Regions from separate parts of the Sus scrofa genome. Here region 1 is linked to region 2. The links are chromatin contacts, called in public HiChIP or PLAC-seq maps. All regions are on one chromosome and are shown on one strand. The core of a region is the stretch at or near the end of the contact, and the rest is flanking DNA. Distances in the headings are between cores, read along the strand shown.

What was found. HiChIP or PLAC-seq counts read pairs in DNA pulled down with a chosen protein or histone mark.
Region 1: an H3K27ac HiChIP or PLAC-seq map of skeletal muscle shows a contact between it and region 2. The contact joins two enhancer-like sites. A contact is called at or near these places in 2 of 47 Hi-C or Micro-C datasets (both in embryonic fibroblasts) and 1 of 2 datasets of contacts at active chromatin or transcription factors (skeletal muscle).

What each region holds. Positions count from the first base shown.
Region 1 is chr14:131,774,480-131,781,697 of Sscrofa11.1, reverse strand. All of the region lies in intron 1 of TACC2 (transforming acidic coiled-coil containing protein 2), which reads right to left. Among named protein-coding and RNA genes, the nearest start is that of TACC2, 8.1 kb to the right of the region's middle. Within about 2 kb of position 3,902, at least 21 of the 83 cell types and tissues checked have an H3K27ac peak or open chromatin away from gene starts, as enhancers often do. A contact at or near this core is called in skeletal muscle, where this site is marked.
Region 2 is chr14:131,651,542-131,658,173 of Sscrofa11.1, reverse strand. No RefSeq gene overlaps it. Among named protein-coding and RNA genes, the nearest start is that of NSMCE4A, 46 kb to the right of the region's middle. Within about 2 kb of position 2,238, at least 18 of the 83 cell types and tissues checked have an H3K27ac peak or open chromatin away from gene starts, as enhancers often do. A contact at or near this core is called in skeletal muscle, where this site is marked.

The sequences.
Region 1 (7,218 bases), core at 2,653-5,152, 120 kb before region 2:
CTCTATCTTACAACGCAACTGCTCCAATGTCATGGATTTTCATCCTCAGGTTCATTTCACCAAGAAAAGGTTACATCTGGGTATGGGGGAGACATTTCCCAGGGTCCCCGAGATTTGGGCAATCCATACCATCTCCAGGAAAGCCTGTGCCATCACCCCCAAAACTCTGAGCATTTTCACCACCGAGGTAGGCATTTAGGCCCTGACTTTTGGGAAGGGGGGGGTCACATGTGGAGAGGCGGGAGAAAATCAGTATCCAGGAAATGACAAATATCATGTCAGTTGTATCACAGCATACATGATGAGCACAGAACGGGAAATATAATATGCCAACCCAGGAGAGTGGGCACAGAGAGCGGACCAGCAGGGCTCAGGAGCCCCCTTCGGAGCAGGCTGGTTCTGGGGTTTAGCACCTTCTTTTCCACTTCACAGGCACTAAGGGCTTTTCTTGTAATAAACAGTGTAGCTGGGCGCTTGCTACTAACGTATCCTCCTACACGACCTATGGGAACGTCGGCGTTTTCTCCCATAGACTGCATAGAACTTATGCTCTATTCAAACAAAAAGCCAGGAACACTTCGGGTATCGATGCTTCACATATGTTCTCTTTCTTTTTTTTGTCTTTTCGCCTTTTCTAGGGCCACACCCACGGCATATGGAGGTTCCCAGGCGAGGGGTCGAATCGGAGCCGTAGCCACCGGCCTACACCAGAGCCACAGCAATGCGAGATCCGAGCCGCATCTGCAACTTACACCACAGCTCATGGCAACGCTGGATCCTTAACCCACTGAGCAAGCCCAGGGATCGAACCCGCAACCTCATGGTTCCTAGTCGGATTTGTTAACCACTGAGCCACGATGGGAACTCCTATGTTCTCTTTCTTATGTGCAGAATTCTTCTACAACAGAGCGGGATGGGGTGTTAACCCCATTTCATGGATATCATAATGGAGGCTCTGAAAGCCGATGATCCCGAGGGCAGACTGAGCCTGCAATGCCTCATGTGAGTGTATATATATATTCTTTTTCAGATTCTTCTCCATTGCAGGTTATTACAAGATATTGAACATAGTTCCCTGTGCCATACAGTAGGTTCTTGTTGGTTATCCATTTTATATTTAATACTGTGTACATGTTAACCCCAAACTCTTTTTTTTTCCATTTTATTGTTTTAGGTCCGCACCCGCAGCATATGGAGGTTCTCAGGCCAGGGGTCGAATGGAAGCTTCAGCTGCTGGCCTACACCACAGCCACAGCAACACAGGATCCCAACCAAGTCTGCGACCTACACCACACACAGCTCACGGCAATGCGGATCCTTAACCCACTGAGCGAGGCCAGGGATCAAACCTGTGTCCTCACGGTCAGATTCATTGCTACTGAGCCACGACAGGAAGGAACACCCTAAGCACAAACTCTTAATGTATCTCTCCCCCTCCCCCTTTTTCTTTAGGTCAGTTTGAAGGTTTGGCTTTTCTTTTCTTTTCTTTGTCTTTGTCTTTTTAGGGCTGCACCTACAGCACATGGAGGTTCCCAGGCCAGGGGTCAAATCAGAGCTGCAGGTACTGGCCTACACCATAGCCACAGCAACGCCAGATCTGAGGCACATCTGTGACCTATGCTGCACCTTGCAGCAATGCCAAATCCTTGACCCACTGAGGGAAGCCAGGAATCGAACCCAAATCCTCACGGAGACAACATCGGGTTCTTAACCCACTGAGCCACAACAGGAACTTCTGAAGTTTTGCTTTTTCATCTGCCAGCAAAGTTGTCGAGCTGAGGCCACAGGCAAAGCCCTTTAAAGGAAGAGACACACTCTGAATACCAAAGAGTCCAGCTGGACCCTTGCACCCCCTCCCCTGCAGCTGCCTCTTGCACAGCCTGGGGGCACTTCTGCCTTTTCCTTCTCCCCCGGGAGCAGGGTTCCTTGGAGACACCAATGCGGAGAGGGAAGAGCTCGCATCCCCAGCTGTGTGCCTTCCAGGGGAGCATCCTCAAGGCCAATCTTTCTCCCCTGGAGCATTAAAGGAAATGAACAGTCACAGGATCCTCTCCAAACAAACTTGGGCCGGGAAATTCCACGCAAGACCTACATGGGTGCAGATGTTTTCCCTAAAGTCAAGCCAGCCTCTCCTGCCTTCTTCCTGGAGGGAAAATACTTCCAGACAGTGCCTTTAAAGCAGAACAATGAACAATTAGCAAGTTCCACTGGGGCCCTGATGAACCGGCAAAGAAGAGTAACTCTCAGAAGCTGGAGGCCCCTTTGATCCAGACTGAGGTCCCAGAGACCCAGATCTGAGCCCCATTAAAATATTGTGGGGGGGGCACCTGCAGAAAGCACACAACTGCCTGGGTGGCATCCAGATTGGCAAATCTCAGGGTGACGTGCTCCCCCAGCAACAACACAGAGACGCTTAATAAATGTCAAGCTTCAACCAAGACGAATTTCAGCCACCCCTCACTCCCCAAGACAGGAAACACCCGCTTCCCTTGGAAAGTGACTTCTAGAACATCCCTGAGATGATGAAAAGAATCAGAAAAAAAAAAAAAATTTTTTTAAAGGCCCTTTAGGGCACAGACCTAAGCTAAGACTCAAGGAAGGGCCTGGACTAAGAAGGGCCTTGTCAGTCTTTTTTTTTTTTCTTTTTAGCTGCCCTGCAGCATATAGAGTTCTCAGGCCAGGGATCAATCCGAGCTGCAGGCTGCAGCAAAACCAGATCCTTCAACCCACTAGGCCGGGCCGGGAATCGAACCTTGTCCTGGTGCTGCCGAGACGCCGCCGATCCCGTTGCGCCACAGCAGGAGCTCCTTGTCAGTCATCTTCATCCCCAAATAGACTACCCACTACATTTCCTCACTGGGGAGAGAAAATGCCATGTAAGCTGTTTATGTCTCTGCCCTGGGAGGACACCTCTGACTGAAGCTTTACCAAATGACACAGTGTATCTAAATATATTTTTTAGCAAATTGAAAGTTAAAGGGAAAAGATTAAAATGACGACCTGACACAGTTTGAGTAATGACCAGCAGGACAGGTCTGGGTGCTATTTCAGAACTGATGTGCTCCTGGGATTTCGAACGAACTTTCCGTTAAGAGAAAGCCCTTGGGAATATCCAAAATCCTGATGTTTGCAGCTCTAAAACTCTCAGACGCTGGAGCTCCACAAACACCTTGAAGGAAATGAAGCTGGGATGCTGACGGCAAACTGGGCCCAGCCATCAGCCCCCTAAGGCCATAGAGCTGCTAGGATCTGCCTCTTAGCAGGACTGGAGCAAACCTTGGGCAGAAGGGCTGCCCGCCCCCACCCCCGCCTCCACCCCACCATCGCCGGCCCAGAGCCAGTAGCTGCTGCTGCTTCCATTTAAGGAGAAAGCGGAGGAAACAGTGAAAGCTGCAAATGCAGAGGAAACAGCCCTTCTAAATAAGGAGGGCTGGCAGGTACAAAACCCGCAGGAAGTCCACCTCTTCAACAGGTAATTTACTGCACAGCCAGGAGATGCATTGTGCAGAAGGCCCACCTTCCGGGCCCCAGGAGCCAGGAGAGGGCTAAGAACGAGAGAACAAAGGTAATTTGCTGCTCACAGCACTGCCCCAGCCTCCCCCTAAGCCTCCGCACTGCCAGCCCACCGCCTTATCTACCCAGCAAGGAGCAGCTTCCTCGGCCAAGGAGATGCAGGTGGGGAGGAGAGACCAGCTAAGCGATGGAGAGGCAGCCTCGGGCGCACAGAAATTTAGGGGAAAAAAAAAAATCGATGTCTCAGAGGAGCAAACTCTCCAGGAGGGGAGGGAGGGGGCTGCTGTGCCTGAGAAGGGGAGGGGCTCCAACAGTTACCTGGGCAACCTGCAGCTTGCAATGCATTCTGGGACACGCGGAAGGAGCAGTTGGGCAGGGACCTGCTTCCTTTAACCCAGGGCACCCGCAGGATCCTGCGCTGCCACACGGTGGCGACAGGCAGGCCAAGCTCTGAACTGGCTGTGGGTCAAGTCACACAGAACCTTAATGCCAGGGGTCCAGCCAAGCCTCTCCCTGCCCCTCCAAATCCTCGACCGCCAGGCCTCTTAGCATAGCTCGGTGTGGAGCAGATATGCCTAGGATTCTTTTTGCTAGTAATTCATCCATTCACACATGCATTCATTCAAAGAAATATTTGCTGAGCACCTAGCATGTGCCAGGCCCTGTGCTAGGCATGGGGGACATGGGCATAAACAAGCAGAACGTCTTCTTACAGCTCACACTGCAATGAGAACAGTTAAAGAGACAAAGCAAATAACTACACGTCGTATTGAGCTTTCTGAAGAATTCAAACAAAAGAATGATAATGCGGAGCTTGCCATGCACGACTATTTTTATTTAAATTAAATACAATTAAAGATTCAGTTTCATGGAGTTCCTGTCGTGGCGCAGTGGTTAACGAATCCGACTAGGAACCATGAGATTGTGGGTTCGGTCCCTGGCCTTGCTCAGTGGGTTAAGGATCCGGCGTTGCTGTGAGCTGTGGTGTAGGTTGCAGACGCGGCTCGGATCCCGCGTTGCTGTGGCTCTGGCGTAGGCCGGTGGCTACAGCTCGGATTAGGCCCCTAGCCTGGGAACCTCCATATGCCATGGGAGCGGCCGCAGAAATAGCAAAAAAAAAAAAAAAAAAAAAAAGAGAGAGAGAGATTCAGTTTCTTGGTGTTCCTGCTGTGATGTAGTGGGTTAGGAATCCTACTGCAGCGGCTCAAGACTCCTACTGCAGCAGCTGGAGACACTGCGCAGGCACAGGTTTGATCCCTGGCCCAGCGCAGGGGGTTAAAAGGATCTGGCGTAGCCATAGCTGCAGCTCAGATTCAGTCCCTGGCCTGGGAACCTCCATATGCCAAGGGTCTGGCCATTTAAAAAAAGAAAAGAAAAAAAAAAAAGATTTTCAGTTTATCAAATGTACTACCCACATTTAGAGTACTCAACAGCCAGGTGTGGCTAGTGGCTATCCTACGGGACAATGCAGATTATATGAACTTTCCATCATCAAGATTCTACTGGACAGCACTGGAGAGTAAAGGCAGGACAACCTGCTGTGAATCGAAGCTGGAGAAGCAGCCGGCCATGCCAGCCTGGAGCAGAAGGCCTTCTGGGCAGCTTACAGCATGTGCCAAGGCTCTGGGGCACATGGGCACTGTCTGTTCAAAGAACACAAGTGACCAGTGTGCCCGTAGGCTCTGACGGGCATTTGGATTTTAGACTAAAAGCAATGGAACGCAGACACTGGAAAGAACCATAATCTGAACTGTTTCAGGAAGAAGGGAGACGAAGGAAAAGGCGAAGGCAAAACCTGACTATCGGGTTTCTAGTCGGAGCAGCTGGGGGGTAGGGCGCCATGTGCTCACATGGGGAGCTGGGGTGGGGACTGGCTTCCTTTATATGCTTTTTGGGGGTTTGTTTGTTTGTTTTTGAAATAAGCAAGGTCATCAGTTCCATTTTGGACACATTAAGCCTGAGTGCTCCATGAGAAACCCAAGAGGAAAAACAAAGTCAGCAGCTGGATATGTGGTTCTCAGATGAGAGGGATGAAGATAAATCGGAGCATTCTCCATACATAATAGTAATTAAATCCATGGTCAGATGTCTTAGAGAAAAATAAACAAAGAAGGTGGCCAGGCCAAAGACTTGAGGACCCTTGCGTGGATAAATGGCCATGAGATTGTGAGGGGAGGGGACACGGGTCCAAGGCCTGAAGGATCAGGTGCCAGCAAAGTACAACTCACTCCCTGTTTTTGTAACTCGAACCTCACTGGGACACTGATAGGCTCAACCACTGTCTACCGCTGCTTTCACTCTCACAGCAACGTTGAGTTGTTGCAACAGAGACGGTACAGCCTACAAAGCCTAATGGGTTTACTATCTGACCCTTTGTAAAAAGTTTGCTGATCCCTTGATTCAAGCCACGCGGGGACCTCAGCCTCCTTACCTATAAAAATCCTGCCTCTTCATAGGAGCAGTGGATGTAATATTTCTATACTGGAAACCACCTGAGTCTACTCAGCGAGACTAAGAGGAAGAGCTTTTCACTCTCAGCTTCGACTCCGCAGCATCCTGCTCTGTTTCCACATTTGGTGAAGGCAAACGGCACCTACCCGCTCTCTAGACACAACTGCTTAAGTGAATCTGTAAATATAAACAGAGCCAGTGTCATCCAAGCCCCTGCTTGCGACGCAGAATGAATGTCTATGAGCAGCTCTGAGTCCGTTCCTACGGCCAACCAGTTTCCCCCAGACCCCGGTCCAACCTGACACACAAGCACGGTTTTCATGCAACAACTGCTTGCAATGCCTAAGTCCTCATCCTTAATCTGAGGGGAAAAGGACGGAATTGTTCAACATCCTTACCCCGGAACACTGCCCCAGCTCAGGCAACCCATCTGGCAGGAACAGCCAATCACATTTCAGGCTAAAATGGTTCCTAGGCAACCAAAAAACTACAGCCACAGACACAGGCTGCAGAAGGCGGAAAGAAACATGAAGATGGGGGCAGAGGGTCAATGGGGAGAGTGGCCCAGGACCCAGTGACCTGGATGTAATGCTACCCAGAGTCACTTAATCAATTCCCCAGTCCTAGCTGCTCACCCCACCATCAGCAGATGCCCTGTCCCAGGGCCCCAACAGAAAGGGGTACATAGGAGTTCCCATTGTGGCGCAGTGGTTAACGAATCCGACTAGGAACCATGAGGTTGCGGGTTCGATCCCTGCCCTTGCTCAGTGGGTTAAGGATCCGGCGTTGCCTTGAGCTGTGGTGTAGGTTGCAGTCGCGGCTCGGATCCCACGTTGCTGTGGCTGTGGTGTAGGTCAGCAGCTACAGCTCCGATTCAACCCCTAGCCTGGGAACCTCCATATGCCACAGGAGCGGCACTAGAAAAGGCAAAAAGCCAAAAAAAAAAAAAAAAGAAAAAGAAAGAAAGGGGTAGCATGGCCCCTTGGACAATTGGCAGCTACCTGGAAGGCCCCAGAATGTTCCTGCCTTCAGCTACCTTAGAGAAAGCCAGCACATAAGCCCCAGAGAAAAGGGCCAGGCTTCTTCTGGACACGGGTACCTGGCCACAAGGCCCACGATGAAGATACTAAGAAATGATAACCCAGGAAAAGGCACCTGCTATAGGCTCAATGCTTGGTCCCCCTAAAATTTGTATGTTGATACTCTAACTCCCAATGTGACAGTTAAGAGGTGGGGATTTGGGGAAGTGATAAG
Region 2 (6,632 bases), core at 989-3,488:
TGTGTCTAACAGCCCAGACAGAGGCAGATCTTTGCTGTAGCCAAATGGTGGGGGGGTCGGGGAGACCACGTGCTAAATTTCCTCGGGCAAAGGAAATACAACAAGGGCTTAGATTTGTCTTTAGGGAGAAATAGGGTAGGCTTCTCTTACTTTTGAGTCCTGCCTCTTCTCCTAACAGAAAGCTAATCTTCCAGAAGAATAGCCGTTCTCTACAGCAAAAACACACGAGGATGGAGTTAAAATAAAGGCCTCAGGAAACACACACTGCACTTTGCAAAGCTATGTCACATCCTCTGCTTCTCACAAAATCCCTGGGTGCTACGCAGGCAGGGAAAATAGTGTTTTCCATTTTGCAGATGAGAAACCGAGGGTTGGGTATTGGATTGCAGTCTTAAAGTCAATACTCTTTGCAAAGTAATAATAACACCCAACACCCACAGAGCACATATTCTGGTGTGTAGCAAACTTATTGCTCTAAGCATGTTCTATGTGCCAAGCCCAGGTAACCCTGCTTTTCAAGTTTGCTTTATAGCACTTCTCTTTTATGAAAGATCTGTACTAGTACCAGTTTTCCCTAACCACAAGAAATTCCAAGATGATTTTTGCTTTTATGAAAAAAAGACAAAAAGCAAAAACAGCATTCAACATTTGTTTTGCAGTGAAGCTCGCCTAGAGGCAGCGTGGACCCCCAACAGCAGCAAGAGGGGGCTGGCCAAGATCCTGCCCCAGGAACCACACTCAACATCTCAGCATCAAGCCACCATAGCTTTGAACTGCATCTGTGAGCATCTGTGCTTTATTTTGATCTATTTTGCGCAATCTTTAGGAAGTGTCCTGGGGTATTGCTTCTTCCCTTTAAGGCATTTCAGCTTGCTAAAGATTTCCCAGGAATGCTTTCCTTTTGATAGCTAGTGGAGAGCAGGGGAATCTTTTTCTTTTCTTTTTTTTTTGGTCTTTTTGTCTTTTTAGGGCCAAACTCGCCACATATGGAGGTTCCCAGGCTAGGACCCAATCAGAGTTGTAGCCGCTGGCCTACACCACAGCCACAGCAACTCGGGATCCAAGCCGAGTCTGAGACCTACACCACAGCTCAAGGCAATGCCAAGTCCTTAAGCCATTGAGCGAGGCCAGGGACCGAACCGGCATCCTCATGGATGCCATTCGGGTTCGCTAACCGCTGAGCCACGAGGGGAGCTCCTCTTTTGCTTTTCAATGCTTTACATATTTAAACTCATTCAATCCTTACGACAACCCTATTTTACCAGGATCACGTAGCCCAGAGGGGTTAAGCTACGTGCCCCAAATCACACAGCTTAGAAATGGTGACGCCAGAACTTGGACCCAGATCATTTGGCTCCAGAATCTGTGCCCTTGACCCCTACCTTGCGCTGCCTCACCAGGCAGTGGAAATAATTGCCTATGATTCCTGCCATCTTCCTGCCATGCTCCGAGGAACTAAAACAACTGGACACTTGGTACAGAAGCCCAGAGTCAATGCCCAGAATAGCCCCTGGCACCGAGAGGCATTCCACAGATATTTGTTGAATGTATGAAAAATAGATTATTTCTGTTTAGTCTGCAGCCACTTGTGCACATCAAGGGAAGCACTCTTGGTCCTTAGAGCTCTGGTTTCTGCCGCGCATCCTACAGGACCTTCGAGTATCCCTGTCCGGTATCCCTGTCCTAGCATCAGTTCGAAGCCCTGCTGCTTACAAACTCCAAGGGGTCTGTTGTGTCAACAGGCGTTACTACAAAACAGCATGCATTTCTAAAGTTACCCCTTATGCTGGCAAATAGCAGGCTAGGAAAAAAAAAAAAATTTGGCAGTTCTCCATGTGACAAACTGACTTGTTCAGTTGCTTCTTCAAATCTTGCCTTTGCTGCCACGGCTTGAGTCAACAAACAGCCTTTGTTTGGCTCAGGAATACTCCAGAGCCCTGGGTCTATTTTAAAACAATCTTCAAACAGTCATGGCAACTTTCCCATCCTGAGAAAATATACTTTATCAAGAGCTAAAGTGTTTCACCATTAAAGAAGAAAAATCCCCCCGGCCTTACCTCTTCGGTATGCCCCATCGCTCTGGACCACTGCTTATTGGTCATGCCAGTCAAGAGGCTTAATTAACATGGTTAGATCAGGACCAGCGAGTCTTTGCCAAATCGCCCACTCTTGGAATGAGCTTCTTGGGAGCAGTGAGGACTGCAGGTGAATGCTGGGAAGTAGACCAAAGGTCATCCCCATGGCATTGGGAGTCGGGTTTCGGAAGCAACTGCCAGGCTGCCAAATATGGAGGAGGAGAACACGTGTTCTGTGCTGGGCCCTCTTCCCTGTCAAGGGGAAACAAATGCCTGGACCAATTCTGCTGGATCATCCCAAACCTTTCGTTTCACTTGCTCCTCTAGCGGACACTTTGTCAGGCCAAGAAAAGGGAGGCCACAGGGTGGCATTTTAGGCTTCCCCGAATGGAACCCTTTCTCATGTGACACAGAGCAAAGGGTAGGAAAAATGAGCACGCTTGGGAGTCCGAGAGAGCTGGGTTTGAATCCCCACTCTTCCCTTAAAAGGTGGACCAGATAAGAACATTGGGTGTGCATTGGGCTTTTGGCGATTCTGCCTCCCCTCTAGGAAGGGCTGGCGGAGCCTAGGTTCAAGGTTGACACAGAAGATTTAAAAAGATACGATGTAAAATACTAATGTGGGGGGAAGACGGGGGAAGAGTAAAATTCTCTGTACTATCTTTGCAACTTTTCTGTAAGTCGGAAAATATTTCCAAATAAAGGGTTTAATGAGAATAAAAGAGTCATGGTTCCTCCCCTCATGGACCTTACAGTTTAGTGAATGAACGAGAGATAACAGTCAATAAATGATATTTCTCTCCCCTTCCTCAAAAGCATCTCCATCAAAGTGATCAAAACCCTCAAAGGACCAGGACCTCAAAGATGCCAGAGTTGACATGTTCTGACGTCTTGAGTCCATGGGGAAAGGCAAACCTATGAGGCTTCAAAAACACTGCTGAATATTAATGTCTAATTATCACAACATTGTAAATCAACTCTACTTCAATAAAACTTTTAAAAAATGATTAAAAGATATTGGTCCTGTGTGTGTTTAACATTTTAGAAAAACATGATTTAAAGAGGACTGGATGGGGTCAGAAAACCCAAATCATTTCACCTTTTGGAAACAAGTTCTTTGTCTATAAAATGGGGACCCCAGTCACTGGCCTGCCTGCCTCAGTGGGTGATGACAGCACTTTGTCAATAGGCCAAAAAAATTTCAAAAAAAAAAAGGCCATCCAAGTGGAAGCAAGTCACTTACTCAAAGAGTTGGTGTTGTCAGGATGGCCTATAATGTCCTGTGATTTTTTTTTTCTGCTTGATTGTACTTGAAATGCAGATAAAACCTTATTTTCTGATCCTCCAGAATTCCCATGTCTATTATTTTCATGCTAAAGCAGCCTGAGGCTTGATGTGAAAAGAAGAGTGCAGGAAGCTAGGTATAGTGGTTCAAAGCTAAGGTTTAGTGTTTATTTAGCCATAAGCCTTCAGGCTCTGTCCCTCCAGTATCATATTTGGAAAAAAGGGATCATATTTACAAGGTTTTTTTTTTCCCCTTTTTAATGGCCACACCCAAGGCATCTGGAAGTTCCCAGGCCAGGGACTGAATCTAAGCTTCAGCTACAGCAACGCTAGACCCTTAACCACTACAGTGGGCTAGGAATTGAACCTGTGCCTCCGAAGCTACCCAAGCCACTGCAGTCAGATTCTTAACCCACTGCACCACAGTGGGAACTCCTACAAGGTTGCTTCTAAGGATAATTAAAATAATGCATGTAGCACAAGGCTAGATCATAGCAGATGCTCATATATGCTTGTTGTTATGATTATATAAACAAAACCGATTCAGAACTCATTAACTAAGAGCCCCAGTGCCTATCTCAGCTTAGAGCTGAAACAGTTAATCAGATTCTTCAGAAAATGCATCTGGCCAAACCTGGAGCATGCAGTTCACAAACTTGAATAATCACTCCAGCGAAAATTAGCACCAACCCTCTGGGCTGGGCGATCAGACGTCATAATAAAGGAGCTTTCTCCACTGTTATTGGCATTGACTTCATGCTGTTTAATTGTCTTTGTTCAATTTCTTTCTCATTAAACCCAGTTAAACCATCCCAAGTGCCATCTACTGCCCATAGGCTATTAGAAGATGCTGTTCTGCCAGTGCTGGTCTAAGGCTGTTGTAATGTTGAGCTCCTGGGGTTCCTGGGGAAATAGGGAAGCTATCTCCAAGTTGAACTTGGGGCCCCCAACATTTAAACAACACACACCCATACTCTGGACCATTTATCTAGAAGCAAAATAATAACCACACAGTGCCTGAGCCACAGCTGCCCTCAGCCTGCAAAAACATGCCCAGGAATGGCTCACATAGCACAGATTCTCCCGTCCTCCTGGTCCTCTGTTCCTGGGATGTCAGAGAATTCCACACTCTGAAGCCACAGGGCTGAGGTCGCCTTCCGGAATGAACCTCCAGCCCAGCTGCCTCTTGGACCCTGAGCCAGGGCCAGAAAGACTTGTGCTGATGAGGTCTGAGTGGTGGCACCAACCTGCTCACGATCCTCCTGATCCCGTTTCCTGCTCATCCTTCAGCTCCCTGGACAGCCTTCCTGAACATCCAGGGTCAGGTGTCTTTACACCTGTCTTCTCGACATGCCTCTAATTGAAAATCCTTCCACCCAGCCCCAACCCCCGCGACTTAAACTGCAGAAACACGCAGACAATGGAACTGCTTTAAAAGAGTTTTCTTATTCACAATCAGATATTTTTAAGTGGGCCATTATAACAATAGGATTGAATGTCTTCTTTCCCTCCCCAGCTGTCAGAGTCATAAATGGGTGTCATGACAACCCCACGGCTAAGGGGAAGTTCAGAGGCAATGCGGGCAGGGATGGGTGTTGCCCTTGTGCTCTGGAATCCACGTGCCCGGGGCTCAGGGGCCCTCTGGAGGGCTCCCCAGAACTGAACACTCAGGAAAGAACACTGAACGGCGGTCATGCCCGCTTTCAGGAGTTGGGACTGTGGGCTGCCAGGGCTCGTATTTCACCATAAACCCTTCCATACCAGTCCCAATGCATGAAACCCCAGAAGGACCGTTGGATGGAGGCTACTCTCATTACAAGGTCACCTCTACCTCTGTTCCAAGGAGGACACACAGGTAGGACCTTGACATTCCTGGAGACGGCTCAGGCTCCCCTTGGCTCAGTGTCCCCTTGACACTCTGCTGACCTTCTGCCCTCAAGCCGGCCACCGTCCACAACGTTGGTTCATATGTGTGGCTTTTCGTTTGGAATCAACACGTCTAATGCCTGCAGGAAAGGGGTTATCAAGAAGGAGGGGCCTGGGCCTGGCGGTGCGTCACTGCTATGCATTTTAGTGACTAAGGCTGCTCTGTGCTCCTCGAGAGCAGCCCACCTGCCAGGAGGTGCCATCGAGTCAGTTCCTGGAGGGAAGGAGTGGGAGTAACAAGTAGGACCCAGGATGCAGCAACAGGCATCCATGAGGGAGTGGGTCTGAGGTCAAAAGGCTCTAAGGAGCCTTCAGTATATAGATTGAGTTGGTCCAGTCTGCGTGCGTGAATTTCCCCATCAATGACTTCTCTTCTCTTGGGAACACAGAAAAGGCTACTAAATGTCAGAGTTTAGGAGTTCCCGTCGTGGCTCAGCAGTCAATGAACCCGACTGGTATCCATGAGGTTGTGGGTTTGATCCCTGGCCTCGCTCATTGGTTTGGGGATCTGGTGTGGCCGTGAGCTGTGGTGTGGGTTGCAGACACGGCTCGGATCCCGCATGGCTGTGTCTGCGGTATAGTCTGGCAGCTGCAGCTCTGACGGGATCCCCAGCCTGGGAACTTCCATATGGCACGGTGCGGCCCCCAAAGACCAAAAACAAACAAGCAAATACAAAACCCCGAGTTTCACCAGAGCTTGTGCTGATGAAAGAAGAAATAACTGTGATTTGTCAGCAGGCTTGAGATACAGGACTATTGCATGTTACGAAACTTGGCTTCCTAAGATAAAATGGTCAATAATTAAGTCAACAAGTCAGTTGCTGCCAAAAAATTTCAAAAGCAAAAAGTCATTCAGCTAATTTGCCGGCTCCCTGCCAAGAGACTATGGAGCGATGTCCTCCCATGCCTTGAACCCCGGCTTCCCTTGGTGACTACAGGAAAGTCCAGTCTCCCCAGGTACCTGTTATCCCCCAACCTCTGTGCTCAGTACACCCCCTGCCTGGTCTGACCTCATCTGCACTCCCTACACACGTACCCCTTTCTCTGTGCCCTCATCAGCCACTAGACCAGAGCTCTCTCAACTCTCCCACCTCCACCGTCTCAATTCCCAGGTAGAGCTGCTTCTGTCCTCTCTCCCCCAGTCCCCAGCGGTGGAAGTGCTCCTCCCCTAAGCCCACTTCTCCTCCGATCCCACGCCCTCTCAAAGGCTCAAGGTCAGCCTTCCTTGAGCTGACCCTTCCGTCGGGCATCCTCCACGGAGCTCCGCCTCCCTCCTCAAGCCCATGAGCAGGCAGGCATCTGGTATCTTCAGTCTTCAACCAACCCTCTGTGCAACCCTCTCCACTC